Linked DNA regions of Mus musculus: region 2 is linked to region 1. A link is a contact called in public Hi-C data. All regions are on one chromosome and are shown on one strand. Each heading gives the region's core, a stretch centred on a gene start, on an enhancer-like site or on the middle of the called end of the contact. The rest is flanking DNA. Distances are from core to core; before and after follow the strand shown. Region 1 overlaps Runx1 (runt related transcription factor 1). Region 2 overlaps Runx1 (runt related transcription factor 1).

What was found. Hi-C and Micro-C count contacts between places; a contact is called where the count stands out from the background.
Region 2: a contact with region 1 is called in a Hi-C map of the G1E-ER4 cell line, with 4 times the contacts expected there. The contact joins two enhancer-like sites. A contact is called at or near these places in 1 of 39 promoter capture datasets (erythroid cells), 5 of 15 datasets of contacts at CTCF or cohesin (CD8 T cells, the G1E-ER4 cell line, large pre-B cells and 2 more), 39 of 484 Hi-C or Micro-C datasets (3T3-L1-derived adipocytes, B cells, the C10 cell line and 27 more), 17 of 115 datasets of contacts at active chromatin or transcription factors (the 230-238 cell line, DN3 thymocytes, the HPC-7 cell line and 13 more) and 5 of 9 other capture datasets (adipose tissue, embryonic stem cells, liver and 2 more).

Annotation. Positions count from the first base shown.
Region 1 is chr16:92,800,122-92,803,880 of GRCm38.p6, forward strand. The region is part of intron 2 of Runx1 (runt related transcription factor 1); the gene reads right to left. Among named protein-coding and RNA genes, the nearest start is that of Runx1, 24 kb to the right of the region's middle. RefSeq lists enhancers at 1,375-1,907, 1,529-1,763. Within about 2 kb of position 1,635, at least 132 of the 459 cell types and tissues checked have an H3K27ac peak or open chromatin away from gene starts, as enhancers often do. A contact at or near this core is called in the G1E-ER4 cell line, where this site is marked.
Region 2 is chr16:92,700,053-92,703,928 of GRCm38.p6, forward strand. All of the region lies in intron 2 of Runx1 (runt related transcription factor 1), which reads right to left. Among named protein-coding and RNA genes, the nearest start is that of Gm30281, 60 kb to the right of the region's middle. Within about 2 kb of position 1,714, at least 5 of the 459 cell types and tissues checked have an H3K27ac peak or open chromatin away from gene starts, as enhancers often do. A contact at or near this core is called in the G1E-ER4 cell line, where this site is marked.

The DNA.
Region 1 (3,759 bases), core at 385-2,884:
GCCAGTAGAGGGCGTTGGTGCCCTGATATGAATTGCAGGCGGTTGTGCGCTGCTGGGTGAGTGCGGGGAGCTGTAAGAGCAGCACACACTTAACCACTGGGCCGTCTCTCCAACCACCTTGTTAATTTTGTTTTTGTTATTAATCTTTAGTTAGCATAAAAATAGCAGGTTTCACGATGACATTTCTATGTATATAAACACACATGTATATGTATATGTGTATATGTGTATGTGTGCATGTATATGTATATAGTATTTTGCTCATATTTATCTCTAGCACTCTCCAAATCCCCTTACCTCACTGCCCTCCCTCTGGTCCCCCTTCTGTTGTAAGAACATATTTATCTGGCTTTTTATTCATCAGATACACACAGACAGTGATGAAGGGTATTGGTGGTCTTTTCCCCGTGTTCTCTAGAATAGCAAAGGTGAACTTGAAACTCTAACTTAGGTGTCAGGATCCAGAAGGCCCTCGGCGATAAAGGGGATGCCATCATGTGTTGCTCAGTGGCCCCTTCTTGGATGATTTAACATCAGCTCTTAGATGCCATTTGCTGTGACATAAGATGTCCACTTAAGTGGTTGTGTGTGTGCATATGTGTGTGTATATATGTGTGTGTGTGTGTGCACATGTGTGTGCATGTGTGTGTATGTTTGTGTCCACTTTGTAGTCCACCACAGCCTCAGAGTCATTGCAATTCCCCTGCCTCAGCTTCCTCAAAGCCGGGATTATAGGTTGTAACCACCACACTGACTGTCACTACTTTGAGAAGTAGGTCCTATGGAGCCAAGAAGGCAGCTTTCCTGTTGATTCTCAATACCACTCTCTGCTTCGGAGGGTCAAGCTGTTTGGTTCCCAGTGAGTTTGTGGTCATACCAGCGGTTACCCACTGACTTCTCATCTGCCTAGCTTATCTGATAACAGGCAAATGGGGAAGAGCTTTTAATACCCCCTGAAAGGGGAAGGAAGATGGGCACGCAGTTATTCACATCGTGGAACCAGGCCAGGGCACATGACTCCAAGAAGGAAAACTATCTCCATGCTGGACTCTGGTGTCCCCTTTGCTTTTGAATCTGGTATTTCAGCTCTCTGTGCCCATCTTTCTGTGTGTCTCTGTCTGACTGTGTGCCTCTGTCTGTGTCTGTCTGTCTCTCTGTCCGTCTCTGCCTGTCTCTGTCTTCCTCCGTGTCTCTGTCTCTTTCTCCTTCTCTGCCTCCCTCCCTCTCTCCTCTATTAAAACCAGGTCACAATAGCCCATGACGCAGAAAGACAAGAACTCTAGGTTCCAAATGTGTCATTTTCAAGACAGTTTAGTTCAAGACCAGGGTCTGCAAGCCTTGCCATTCCCCCGACTCCCGTAGCGCCCCCCCCCCCCAGGTGTCAGCAACCCATCAGGCGTCAGGGTTCCCTGCTACCCTCTGATCAGCTCTGCACTGCACTAAGGAGTTTTTTATGGAAAGCAATGGTCCCAGTGGCTGAAGGGTCCAGCAAGTGGCTGGTAGAGCCAGCAAGGAGCGATGGAGGGATGGTGTGAGGAGGAGACAGGAAGGGAGGCGGTGACACAGGCCTTCACAGGGCCGCTGCAGCTAGGAACTGCTGCAAAAGCAAGCTGCCCACGTTATCAGTGGCGCGCAGGCCTGCGGTTTTCTCGCTCTTGCAACCCGGCTTCAACTGCCGGTTTATTTTTCGACAAACAGGATGCCTCCATCTGAGGCTGTCAGCATCCCAGGCTCTTTGAGAAGAAAAGAGGTAGTGAGGGCCCCACCCTAGAGCCCAGCCGGGAGGGGTGGGTGAGAGGTCCTGTTTCTAGATGCTTCCCAGAGAAGTGAGAACCTAGCAGGTGCAGTGGCCAGGGTTCAGGAGCGTGTCAGGAAGGGTGGGGGTGGAACTTACACCTCCCACCCCCACCAGACTTAAATGGACTCCCCACCTCTGCATGGGTCCCAAGGCTAAGAGTTCCAACTATAAGGGGATGGACAGCTTGGGCATGGAGAAGCTTGCTTCTGAATGCCTGTGCAGAACACTTGAGAGCCACCAAGTGCTGATCCTCTGGTCCACAGACCAACCAGTCCTAAGATGGGAAGTGCTAGGGCTGTTAGCATGAAAATGCTTAAGGATGCACAAGGATATAGTGGATGGGAGAGTGTGTGTGTGAATTTATTCCCTGGTTTTATGAGAGCTACTTTGTTAATGGGAAATGGAGTTTCTTTATGTTCTAGAAGGAACGGGAGTTTGAAGCAGGGAAGGGATTTGAAAATCTCAGCTAGAGAGATGACTCAGCTGTGAAGAGTGCTTAGTGTTCTTCCAGAGGACCAGAGTTCTCTTCCCAGCATCCACCTCAGGTAGCCAAGACTGCCTCTAACTCCAGCTCCAGAGTAATTAGGTACTTCTGGCCTCTGAGGGTATCTGCAGTCACATAAAGACACGAGAGTACATGTGCCCTCACACAGGCACGTACACGCACACAGACATAGAAACACACACATATATACACAGAAACACACATACACATGAAGCACACACACACACACACACACATACGTTCATGCACACACCACACATACAGACACACAGGAGTACAGATATCTACATTCATGCACACACACATCCACAAACACACACACACACACACACACACACACACACACACACACACACACACACACACACACACAATAATAAAATCTTTTTAAAAATCCTAGCTGGGAACGCCTTCAGAAACGGGAGAACCCAGATCAGTCTTTCATCCAAAAGATGGTAGGATCTGACAGAAAATACTCCGAGCTGTGCAGCCGAGCCAGAACCCTGTTTGTCCCGGGAAGCAGACGTGTCTTCCATGCGGATCTTCACAGACATAGTTTTACAGAAACTGGGTTGTAGTTAATGGCTCAGAATTTAGATTCCAAATTTTAGATCCCAAAGCTTAACTTGTTCTCAAATTAAGCCTAGCACTGTGGCCTGAACTTTAAAAAAAATGAATACCCTGAATTTCATATAATTAGCAGTGTCCTATGTGGAGAACTGAGGAAGCCGACTAGGAAATCCACTGTGTTTGGACTGCTCACCAGCGAGAAGACACAAAAACTACCAGATGCTCCGTGTACGCCTGAAGTTACATCAAGATTCCATTTTGACATCACCACAAACAGTCAGGGCTTCCTGTTACAGACTGTCATTCAAAGACCTTGGAAGCTACAAGGACTATTAAGGTACTGAGTTTCGGGCTCCCCCAGACTTGGGGTTTCTCAGGTGAGCTGTAGAAATTTGTACTGTCAAGCCAAGGACTCGGCGGTATGAAAAGTTCAAGCAACTTTACTGTGGCCTTCTGAGCACAGGCAAGGTTGCCCCTGGCCTGGTCTGATGCCTTTCTTGCATTGCTGATGTCCTGCTGAGTTAATTTTTTTTATTTACAGAGTGTTTTGGGCCTAACTTTGCCTCTCTACCTAGATGGCAAGTTCTGGAAGGCAGTTATAGGTAGTTTCATGCTGGCATGGCAGGTCATTTTGTAGCAGAGAGTCACATGCGTGGACCACCCCAGCAGATCTACGGATGCTCTTGACTGCTAAGTGAGCTAACAGTCTTACCTACGTGGCTTTGGTTTCAGAAGAAGCTGAGAAGAAAAATGAGGTAGCGAGTGGGGAACATTTCATAGGAACCTGGTTATGTGGTTAGTGGGAGTGGGGGAGGAGAATGGGGGAAGGGACTGGGGGAGGGGAGTGTGGATCTGCTCAGCTGTCAGCTGTGTGGATTACAGAGAG
Region 2 (3,876 bases), core at 464-2,963, 100 kb before region 1:
CATGCAAGTCCTGCAGCGGGAGAGGGAAATGAGGAATTCCTTCCCACCCAGAGTGCGCATTTCACTGTCAATGCACACTTTCTCTCGCTTGCCTCACCAAGAGCTAAAGGAAAGGTTTACAACTTTCACTTCCAGGCTTCCCCCAGAGTGACACTAAAATTTACATGATTAAAAAAAAAAAAGGAAAAAAACTGCGAGGGAAAGATTTGTTTAAGCTGCTACTGTGTGACAGTCTGACAAATTTGTTGCTGGGGAAGTTTAAAAGTGAGCACAACAGGATTTGGACTTTCTACCATGAATTTTAAAAGTAGTGTTTGGTTCAGTGAGAGGCAGGCAACCATTTCAATGGAGGGCGGAGCGGTTTTATTGACTTATTCTTCTACATCCTTACGTGACTGGCTAACTGTAAGTGGTCTCAGAAAACTGAAAGTTTTGTGTGCTTATTCTATGAAATCATCTCCAAAATATATAATAGTTCTCTTAAATCAAAATTACCCTTCCAATATAATACTCTATCTAAATCAGATTCTAAGCATGTAATAGTTTTAAAGTTATTTCCTCCTCCTCCTTCTCCTCCCCCTCCTCCTCCCCCTCCCCCTCCTCCTCTGAGTGTACTGTAGTTTTAGACCAACTCCTTGCAGTTGGTCCTTTCACAGGCACTGAGCTATCCCAGTGAGCAGTAACCACTACATAAGCGAGCAGCTGTCCACGCTGTCTGGCTCTCGACATTGGAACTTACATTTTTCTCTCAGGTGAAGAACCTGCACGATTATGTCACTTTTCACATTTGTTTACTATTGTTTAGGACCAAACTCCTCAATTCTTGCACCGTATCCTTCCTCTCTGAATATTTCTATGCTGTGCTGGGGGGACACTCAATTCTAGCTTCATACCTTTCCCCCCCAACCCCTGTATAACTTACAAGGAGCAAATTGAAAATATTTCTCCCTTTCCCACAAAATTCGTGGTGCTTAGTAAACATTTTGTCCTCATAAAATTTTGCGTCACCGTTGCTCTGACAAGTGTAATAAACTCTGTCATAGTTGACGGAAGCCAAGCCACATTTTTTTCAGAGAGTCACACAGTCATTTAATAACAGCAGAATGTGTGAATGGTGAACGCCATAGAGCTGAAGGTATCATTTAAGATTTCATTGGGGTATTTTATGTGGTATGACAGCTACAATATGGATTGCTCCTTTTAAGTATATTTGAATCAGCAAAAAAGCTTTAATTATTTGGCAAAATGATATCATAAAGTATATATAGAAACACATCAATAGACAACCATACATATATGTGTATATGAATATATACTTCATTAAAATATAAATTGGACTCTAACACACCATGAGCCTCTCTAGGATTCACTTTATGTATGCACTCCAAAATAATAGAAAATAAAAATAAGCCCGTGAATAAACAGAAAGCTAAAATTTTCATAATAATTCCATTACTTGCCAGCTTAAAAAAAAAAAAAAAACAGATTCTCTACTGAATTCTTTTACTTTTCCTATTTCATCACTTGCCATCTTTTTGAGCACTGGGAGTTTTATATCACCGTCCAAATAAATCCATCATCATTGGCACAAAATTAAAATAGTCAATCACCACGTAAGTGGACTGTGATCTGTCTAGAGCGCGGCTTTGTGCGCTTCCTGTCTGTGCTGGATTCAGAATTCGGAATCTCCGTGTCTCAGGAGCTCTGAGCTGCATGCACAAACACATGAATTAGCTGCATGCATGAACACATGTGAAGTATTTACTAAAGCTCTGGGGATGACTCAGAACTCCAGTTGAGATTAAAACCAAATCCCAGCTTAATACAAAATGGTTTTAAAATCAGTAACATGGCAGAGGCTAAGCACAAGGAGAAAAAAAAATCTGAATATCATTCCAACAATTTATTTCCTTAAAGCCAGTGTTTATCCAAATAAACAATTCAGAATACATTTTCTAAAAGAGATTACCTGGTGCTTCTGTGTTCCAATTGCTTTCCTCTAGTGGTAGATCATTTCAGAAACACCTCCCCCTTGGTTGGTTCCCTCCTCCCTCCCCTCCCTCTCCCTTCCTCTTTTCAGCTAGGAAAGCAGTTTGTTTACATTGACACCACTCGTTCTTGAAATGTCACAGCCTTAAATATTGTTGGAAATCATCAGCATATGCTAAGATCCCAGGAAGACACTTTCCTCCCAGCAGTCTGCTGCTTCTAAGGTACAGGGAAGCCCACACCAAAACTGTGCTCATTCCCTTGAGTATTTACAGATAATGTGAGTTAGAAATTACCCTTCCTTAGCTTTGTACACTGACAGTGGTCAGCACCCAGTGACAGTAAGGGCACATGGTCGGTCTCAATGCCTTAGGATTTGGGTAGTCACATTCCATAGCAGGACAAGACGGCTTATCAACGATGTTGTGAAGAAGAAGAAGAAGAAGAAGAAGAAGAAGAAGAAGAAGAAGAAGAAGAAGAAGAAGAAGAAGAAGAAGAAGAAGAAAAAGAAGAAGAAGAAGAAGAAGAAGAAGAAGAAGAAGAAGGAAGAAGAGGAGGAGGAAGAGGAGGAGAAGGGAAAGGAAGAGGAGGAATGGGAAGAGGAAGAGGACGAAGAACAGGAAGAGGAAGACGAACTGAAAGAGAAAGAGGAGGAAGAGGAGGAGGAGGAAGACTAAGAGAAAGAAGAAGGAAGAGGAGGAGGAGGAGAAGGAGAAGGAGAAGGAGAAGGAGAAGGAGAAGGAGAAGGAGAAGGAGAAGGAGAAGAAGAAGAAGAAGAGGAAGAGGAAGAGGAAGAGGAAGAGGAAGAGGAAGAAGAAGAAGAAGAAGAAGAGGAAGAAGAAGAGAGCTAATTACTTCAGATTTCCAGACGCTGTTTAAATAGGCAGGAGGTCAAGGTTTGCAGCTCCACAGTCATATATTTTTTGCAAAAGCAAAAAAGAGCAAATAAAATAGGAAAGGCTTCCACAGGGCTGCCTTCTAATGACAGACTGAGGGACTTAAATGTGTGGCCTCCAAGGAACAACCTTAAAATAATTTTTAAAAGATCTTGGTTTACAAGGGCATAAAAAAGCTCCATAAAGTTTCCTTTTTTTGAACACAGTAGGGACAGAACGATTTGCACTAATTATTAAGGTAAGATGAGGTAAGAAATAACAAATGGACTCAGAAGTTAAGGCAAGCTTGGTTCTAACTGGTGAGCATTGGACCTAACAGACTGACCCAGTAGGACTGACTAGGACAGGTAAATTTATTCCAGAGACCTGGTAGAGCCAACCCCCTGGACATTCTCTCTTGAGACCCAGAGACACCTCTCCATCTCAGGCTGAGTGGTTGGAAAAGCAGACTGGAGCGCAGATCTCTATGTATACACTTAATACTTCGACAATTCTTAGAGAAAAGCCAACGTGGCAAAAGCGACTGTGCTTGGAGAGGACTGTGTGTTACTGTGAAGAACTTTCTGCGCTTGGGTGACATCAGCTTGAGGACACAGGGAAACTGGCTGAACTCAGTGAACAGACACTTATAGATAAAGGCAAACCTGTGGAATTATGAAGGGATTTCCACCTCCAGGAGCTGGGGAAGATGCCACCCTGGGGCTTGGAGAGAGACGAGAGGCTACATACTCATTAATGGAAGCTAGATAGGACATGATCTCCCTTCCTTGCCCACTGTATGCCATCATAGAACCAGCAGTGATTGAATTGTCTCCCTGCTTAATCCTGGGAATCCTATAGTCACTCCCATTTTATAGGCCAGGAGCCTCCCCTTTAGGGAGCTTAGGAAACTTGCCTGTGGACACACATGAACGCACATGTACACATGCAGATTTAGTGTGCACACACAGGCACAAGTATGCACAGACATGCACATTCACCCCCACACCAC